Linked DNA regions of Sus scrofa: region 1 is linked to region 2. A link is a contact called in public Hi-C data. All regions are on one chromosome and are shown on one strand. The core of a region is the stretch at or near the end of the contact, and the rest is flanking DNA. Distances in the headings are between cores, read along the strand shown. Region 1 has its middle 15 kb from the start of FAM46A. Region 2 has its middle 50 kb from the start of RPL18.

Evidence for each region. A called contact is a pair of places that touch in the nucleus more often than the background predicts.
Region 1: a Hi-C map of embryonic fibroblasts shows a contact between it and region 2, with 1.8 times the contacts expected there. The contact joins two enhancer-like sites. A contact is called at or near these places in 6 of 47 Hi-C or Micro-C datasets (alveolar macrophages, embryonic fibroblasts, fibroblasts and 1 more).

Annotation. Positions count from the first base shown.
Region 1 is chr1:84,528,093-84,532,151 of Sscrofa11.1, reverse strand. No RefSeq gene overlaps it. Among named protein-coding and RNA genes, the nearest start is that of FAM46A, 15 kb to the left of the region's middle. Within about 2 kb of position 2,066, at least 11 of the 83 cell types and tissues checked have an H3K27ac peak or open chromatin away from gene starts, as enhancers often do. A contact at or near this core is called in embryonic fibroblasts, where this site is marked.
Region 2 is chr1:84,326,094-84,330,393 of Sscrofa11.1, reverse strand. No RefSeq gene overlaps it. Among named protein-coding and RNA genes, the nearest start is that of RPL18, 50 kb to the left of the region's middle. Within about 2 kb of position 2,938, at least 6 of the 83 cell types and tissues checked have an H3K27ac peak or open chromatin away from gene starts, as enhancers often do. A contact at or near this core is called in embryonic fibroblasts, where this site is marked.

The sequences.
Region 1 (4,059 bases), core at 817-3,316, 200 kb before region 2:
CTAACTTGGGGACCTGAGAGCCTCTCTTTCAATTGTTGGCCTACGTGTAACTACAGCCTTCCTTTCCTTCATTCTTCTTGAACAGTAGAGACATGCAGCATTTTCAAAATTAAATGTGATTCAATGCCAAATTAAAATGAAAAGGCATCAATTCCAGACCAGATGCCTCGCATAAAGTCACATTTCCAAATTCCAAGTTCTTGATCCTGAGAGGAACCTGAGCCAGCCCCCCATACTGTGCAATTTCTGACTTCGGGTCCTCCTCCTGACACCTCATCTTACGTGTTACTCAGACAAAGTTTTCTAGCTGCCATATTTTTTTCCTTGTTTTTCCAATTTGGTCAGTGTTCAAACAATAGACTGAAGTGGGTAATAAGAAGGGATGATTTACTATAACTAGGGTGGTCAAAGAAGGCCTCTATTGGAGAAAATAATTAAACCACGAACTAAAGTATAAGCAACAGCTACCCTTGAGAAGCCGGGGAAAGAATGTTCCTGGGAGACAGAGCAGTTGTGTACCGAGGCACCATGAACTGGTGTCCTGTAAGTCTGGACATGGGTTCTTGGTGGGGGTGGGTAGGGTATGCTGAGGAAGGAGAGAGGTTGTGAGATAGGGTGGGAGAGAAAGTCAAAGGTTTACTCATGTAGGCCATAATGAAGAGTTTGGACTTTATTATGAATGCAAGATGCCCCTGAAGGCTCTGAGCTGGGGACCACCATGTTCTGATTTATCTTTTGAGATCCTCCATTGCTGCTCTATGGAAAACAGAAACAGAGAAAAAGGGAAACTAGTTAATAGACTGCTGCAGATTTCTGGGCAAGCAGTAATTCCAGCTTCAACTGCTGTTTTACAAACTGTGGGTCACACAGTCGTTTTGGTGTTCTTGACAAGCAACATCAGTCAGTGCAGCAGAATGATGTGCAGTAGAAAATCATCGTATTACTTGAGGATATTTTTCTTTCTGTTCCTTATGCATATACATATAAATAGGCAAGTAGTGAATTTCATCACGAAGTGGATTTATCTCTCTTCCTAGTGATCAAAGATGCCACTGGCCAATACCAAGATGGCAACAGTGGAGGCAGAAAGAAAGGCAGATTCATCACCATAAAGATGTCTTCAAATACATGGAGATGGGAGAGATCACCTTAGAAAGGGCATGGAGAGAGAGGATATAGGAGGTTCCTGGTAGGCTACTGGTTAAAGATTCAGCATTCTGGAGTTCCCATTGTGGCCCAGTGGAAACGAACCAGACTAGTATCCATGAGGATGCAGATTTGATCCCTGGCCCTACTCAGTAGGTTAAGGATCTGGCATTGCCATGAGCTGTGGTGTAGGTCGCAGACATGGCTCGGATCCCTTGTTGCTGTGGCTGTGGTATAGACTGGAAGCTGTAGCTCTGATTAGACCCTAGCCTGGGAACTTCCATATGCCTGGGTGGGCCCTAAAGAAAAAAAAGAAGACCAAAAAAAAAAAAAAAAAAGTTTCAGCATTCTCACTGCCATGGCTCCCGGCCTGGGAACTTCCACATGCCTTAGGCATGGCCGAGAGAGAGAGGAGGAGACAGAGTTCTGTGATACATTTAATTTCATTTTAAGTATGGCCTTCCTATATTTATACCCTGCCCATTCTTTAAAAAAAATTATTTATAATAACTTATACAGAGTAATAATATAATCACATTGTACCATTGATATAGGAAAATGACAGATAACCAGCCATTTTTTTTTAAGGGTACATTTAAAAAGAATTGGAACATAAGCTGCTGGTCACCAGTAGGGCGGGTCTTTCTCTCACCTTTCAGCTGGGCGTTACTCTTTTGGGTCATTGACAGATCTCTAGCAGAGTTTATAAAGAAGTTCAGAATATTTACAACAAAGTTGCATGAAAGGAAGGAAATAATCAACTCTCTATTCAGTCTTTATTTCTTCCGAAAGAGAGAGTGTCTTTTGAGGTCTTCTAGGTTTGCCGAACTTCTTCAGCAATGCAGTCTGATCTCTGCTTGGTTTAGTATACAAAGTCAGCACCATAACTGTTCAAAAACTTGCATCATCACCACAGTGAGTAATAAAAATGTCTTGTGCCCTGGGTCACATGCCATGTTTATGTTTCATTTTGCCTCATTGAGAAGGTCATCTGAATGGGTCCCTCTCTCCATATCTACTTGAGCATCTTGGATTAAATCTGCTATGTGGGATAGTCTCGGACCTGATGAGAAATAGATTTATAGTAAATCATCAGTGAAATTCAGAAGCTTGCCTTGGAAAGAAAGGGTACATGCCATGGGCAACTTGCAAATGCAGAAATCCTTTAATTATAAGTCATGCCCTTGCCTGAGGAACTTTATACTATGCTGACAAGAGGCTGAAACTAATAGTAAGCCTTTTCATTTTACATACACATATGTACACACCCACTATCTAGGAACATGTTAAGACCTATATGTTCAAACAACCCATTTACAAATTGCTAGATGAAACCAGCATTAACTCCCTGCTCCCTCTGCCCTTTAAAGAAACCAGCTTATTATTTCCTCACCCTTCTCCTTCATCAACTGGGATCCTCTGCATCTGTTGTAAAAACATGCCTCTCTCCTCTCCTCCTATCAGACACTTGTCTTGCTGTAGGATAGGTGACAACCAAAAACTGAAGTGCTATTTTAATAACAGACTCTTAAAGATTTCCTAGTCAAAGGAATGAGTCTCTAATGGTAGGAAATTAACTTCCACTGGGAACTTTACTAGTTGCTACTTGAGATGCCTTCCTCCAGCTGCTCAACTGGACCACCCAGGCAACTAACTGCATGTGCCGAATGTCCATACATTTTGATAAAGCCACCCAGAAATTCTCTCTTGACCCAACAAGCTGTGCTGCTGACTGTACTGTAAAGCCATTCCTGTGCCAGACAAACCACAGAATTTCAGCAAGTAAGGAGTTGAAGAAGGCAGCAGCATTATTTTTGATCTGTTTTTTCATTCTCAAACTTCACAGTCTTGGAGCTTTCTGCAAAATTTCAGTTTGGTTTGTATTATTCACTGAGGAAGTCTGGTGCACATAACAGCTTCCTCTTAAGATAGATAAGACCAGAAGGCTAACAGTTCTTTGGGTAAGTAGGATTAATTATCAGGAAGCTGTTGATAGTTCATTGCTGACCTGTAAAAACCTAGGAAGAATGAGGTCAGCTAAAATAATGAGTCCATTTAAAGTTTGGGTCATATAAGACGTCACTAAGGATCACATTATTTCAGCAAAGAAAATATTACAGAGAGCTCTCCTCTTAAAAGAAAATAGTTTTTCTGCTGGAGAGCTTCCAAACCGCACCATTGCAAAACCTAAACACTCTAAACCATTGAAAGTTAATGTTTAACTGTCTGGTTCTAGTTGTTTTGAAAACCCTTTCTCCCCCGAGAATTGATTTTTGTCAAAATTCAGGTGTCATTTGGCTTTTAATCCCAATTATGTTCCTTATGCTAGATGGACATCCTTTCATCACCAAGGGGTTATTTTTCTTTTTAATATCTGAAGTAATGTAGAGTGTATTTTACCCTGCCCTGTGCAATTAGGAGAAGCAGTAATCAGCATTTTACGAGAGTTGGGGAAAAACAGTAGAAAGCAGGGCTGGCCCAAGGCATGATGGTGAGATGCCCCCCCATTTTTTTTTAAGCCCTTGTCTCCTAACTTGTCATTTAACTTTTTGTGTGCCCTAATCTCTATGAAATCTTGTTCAGCCAAGGTTCAGTGGCCCTTCTAAGCCTCTTCTGTTGGAGGATAAACTGAGAGTGGACATGATGTAGTGCACAGCATGAGGCCTGAGACATAGGAGATGCTCAAAAATGGAGGTGCCCGCATCTTCCTCAGCATCCCCTAAACCTCAGCACTAAGGGATACTGGATTACGATGAAATTGCTTGCAAGTTTGAAGACTGAAGAACTTTGCTTGAACTTTTTGCTTGAAGACTGAAAAACTTTCTGAACATAGGAGCGCATGTGCATGTGCTGAAAGTCCTGCCTGTGTGTATGTCAAACCTTGGAAGCCTAGTAGGAGGTAGAGAAGAGATT
Region 2 (4,300 bases), core at 1,689-4,188:
AACATCCTTGAAATCATTAGGCATCTCAAGTTGATTTTGTTTTAAGTGAAATATGATTGTTCTTAGTATTTGATAGTGTATTGAACTTCCCCCCAGCTAGATATAAATTTGGAACATGCAGACCAAGAGTTTGCTGTATTGAGCCACCTGTTATATAATAACCATCATTTATGATTTAGGTCCCCATGCAATGACTTCTCTCCAAGGATCTAGAAACTCTGTAAAGTTTTAACCAATTAGTTTCCAACTGCCATCTGTAAGCTCTGTAAAATAAGTTTTTTCTTAGGGGATGCAAAATATGAACCTTTTGAGGTTGATAGAGCCTAAAAAGAATGTTCTGAAAGGAGAGAAAAGAAAATAGACTATATGTTTCCTCAAATAAGACTTATTACACTATTTAATCCCCGCTGTCCTTTCAGCCCAAGTTTATAGCATTTTAATCAATTACTGTGCCTTCTTTATTCTACTTCAAGTAGCCTTTTGTTTTTCTACCTGGTATATTTTCAAAAGAACTGGAAAACTGGCCAATATTACAACACTTTCAATTTTCTTACACGAGACCAGCAGCTCCTGGAAGGTAGAACAAGTCTTAGGTGTGCATGTATCTCTTGTACTCAGCATGTGCACACGAGTATTTGAACAGTTGTCAGCACATGCATGTCATGAAATATATAGACTACAGTGTGATGTGCTGGCAAAAGTCCAGGCATCAAAGGGAGACCTGAGAATCTAGGTACTCAAATGGGAGTATATATTTACACACACATATAGCCTATAAGTGTATGTAAGTCTATATGTTTGAGTGAAAGAGAGAGAGAGGAGCTGAGTGAATGAGAGAGATTGTTTCTTCTAGGTTGTGAATGCCTTGAAGGTGGTTTAGTCAAAAATAGAATAGGTGTGGTGCCATCAAAACACCAGTTTATATTGGTTCTGCCACAGACAGGCTATGTGACTTTGGCATATTACTTAACTTTTCTGATCTTCTGTTTTTGTACTTGGAAAGTGAACATTATGATACCAGTGTTGGAGAATTTTGTAAGGCTTAAAGGTAACTTCTGAAAGAAACAGTCACATGATATGCTCATAGAAATAGTAGCCCTCATCACTTCTGTCACCTTTCCTGCTGTTTCTGCTGCTGCACCAGGCCAGAGCCTTGCAGTTGGAAGACACTCAGTCATGTTTGCTGAATGAATCACAAAGAAATGTCTTAAAAACCCACACATACTATTTTTGGCTCTCTATACAAAATGCAATAAATTTTACAGCCTGACTCTTATAGTGACAAAGAAAAGAATCATTCATGACGTGATACTTTTTTTATCCCAAATTTTCAATATTTTCAACTCAGGAATCATCAGCTTCATTGTATTATTCATGGTCTAATCTCTTTCATTTATAAAAGTCATCTTCATTTAAATGACAGCAACAACAAACCAATGAACAGAACTCCAGATGCTTTAGTTAAACCACAGAACCTATGTCAAGTTTATGGTGTTATTAGTTTGAATTTTCACATGCGGAACCAAAATGTTCATTTGTAATTTTTAAGAGATACTCGCATCACAGACATTCTAGTGCCAAAATTATTTCCTCTCTCATTTCTTTCTTTCCTTCTTTTTTTCTCTTGTCTCTTCCCCTCCTCACCATCTGTTTGTTCAGGAGGTCAGTGAATGAATCAAACAGCAGGCTGTCGAACTCTAGATGACATGTTACTTTCAGCCACATCTGAAATGAATTGAAAGTTGAAAAGGCCACATAACATCAATCAGTGTTCATACTGTTCTTGATGAAAGATGGTCAGGTGTCAGAAGGGCCTTTTGTAACATACTCTCCCAGGAACCATCAGTCCCAACATCCACATGTATGTGAAACGTGGGCAGCCATTTTGCACTTACTGTTGTACAGCCATCGTTCTTCTTCATGTTAAGGATTCACCACATCGTGAGTGCCTTAAATCAGAGAATCACAACTAAGGGCTGGAAAAAGTGCCAAAACGAAGTTTCAGGTGGTGACGGGAAGAGAAAAGCCTAAACAGAGTGGAAGCTGATAGCAGATGGATGTAAGGAAGGAAATGTGAATTGGTGGATGGATTTAGGGCCAGATTAGTTCAAAAGCCTGAGTCAGATTTTCACTCTAAACTGTGGAGATGAAATGGAAGCTGGGATCCAAACAGAAACTTCACTCACCCAGTGGAATCAATTACCTAGTACTCTGTGTTGGAGATGTTCTAGACATTGGGAGTGTATCACTGAACAAAATAGGAATCTGTGAACTCGGAGATTTTATTCTGGTGGGGAAAGATACAAACAACAGTTGAGGTCACCTTAAATCAATTATAAAGGATATTGAAAGAGAGAAAGGAAAGCAATAGAGGAAGAAAATAATCGGAGTAAAGAGGAGTATGAATGCCAGACTGCCAAAGTGGAAGTTTCCATTTAAATGATGTAGTTTTAACATGGGGATGACTAAAATAGCAATTATTCATCAGAAAATGGCAGAATCACAAGAGTAAAGAGGACCCATTGCAACACACAAAGAGAAAAATTTTATGACACATGTTAAAAACAAAAAGACTCCTGTTTTTCTCCACTTAAATAAAATGTATACTATACATGTTAAGACCAGAGAAGCTCTGAAAACATTCCAGAGATAGGTACTTGTCCACCTTCCTTTTTAATAAAACACTGTACTAGCAAAACAAAGAGCAGGAAGGAGTATGTGGGTTTTACTCACTAACAAGAGCAAAGTCCTTTAAAAACAGTTTCATCTCAACCTACATCCATGTGACCCATAAATTTTATCCCTGTTTTACAGGTGGGGACATTGAGATTCAAAGAATGTTTATGACGAAACTCAGTGAGTCAGTGGTAAGGACCATGGAAAATGCATGTCTTGGGAAGCATGCAAATGACTCCATCTTGTATGGGTTTGGCCATGGAAGAAGTGTATCTCTGCAATCCTGTGAACATGACTTGCTTCATAACTATCCCACTTCCTCCCCAAAGACCTGATTTTCTGAGTAAAGCTCTCTGAGGCTAAGGGCAAATGAAAATGCCTGAGAAAAGCTATAACAATATGCAGAATGTGCCATGTGATGGGGTTTCCCTAATGGAGGAATTCGAGAAAAGACTGAATACTGCCCAGAAGTTTAAGTTCCAAAGGATTGGGGGGGGTGTTTGTTTTTTTGGGGTTTTTTTCTCTTTCATTTCAAAGGAAAATGACAAAGGCTTTACTGTAAGTCCCTTATCTCCTTTTACTTGTTGAATCTTAGGACCATGGATAATCCTGCGTATTTGCAATTCAGCTAATGAATGCACTGATTGCACTTGGCAGCAACCCCACAAAACTTAGGCAATAATGATGATTTCTTTAAATTTGGAATTCAGGATAAAACTGGGAAACCCATCAAGGATGACTAAGGTTTTTTGGTCCTATCACATAATTTGAAGCTGATAGCCAAGACAGTGCAGCTAAATATTTATTTTATATCACTCGCTGATTTTGAAAGTTGCCCAAGACACTGCAGACTAAACTTAAAGCAGGATATTGTGTTAACTCTGAAATATTATATGGCCCTGCCAAGCTGGTTTCCTTGAAATTGCTTTCATTTTTGCTCCCCTCCTATGTCCTCATGAAAGAGAAAGATAGATGTGCTGTGCCATTAACCCATTTTTGCTACATGGATTCTTGTGTTTACACAACACACACACACACACACAATTCCTAGTTAACCAGGGACCTAGTTAACCTAGCCAACCTAATTAATCAGGGGAAAAGCTACTAATTCTTCAAAATACTTTTGCCCAAGACTCTTTAATTTATCCACCTGTCATTCTGTTAATGGTCATTTCCCTTCCCTTGAAAGGTGTCAACATGACATGCCCTGGAGTTCCAAAATAACTCCCCCCCCTTCCTCCCCCCCTCCCCACCGCTGGCTTTTGCCCTGCAGGCTTCTGACCTTTACCCTCAAGTCCAATCCGTGGACTTATCAGAGCCAGTCAGGCTGACTCCGGTGAAGCTTGATCTAGTGAGAACTTAAGTGTGCCATTGGATGGTGAGTTTTACCCTTTCCAGGGAGACCAGACTTAGGTGGAGACCTAAGTGGCTGCCTGGTCTGGCTTCCGAGAAATCAAATGGCTTCTCATGGCCACTGTGACGTCTTACTGCGAAATCTCTCAGCTGGATGACAGCTTGGTGCCCTACTTGTGGCTCCTCTCAACAGCCACACTAGGCTACCAGAGGGAAACTTGAACAGGTGACAATGTGGTAATGATGCTGGGGCTGCAGCTGTGCAGGAAGC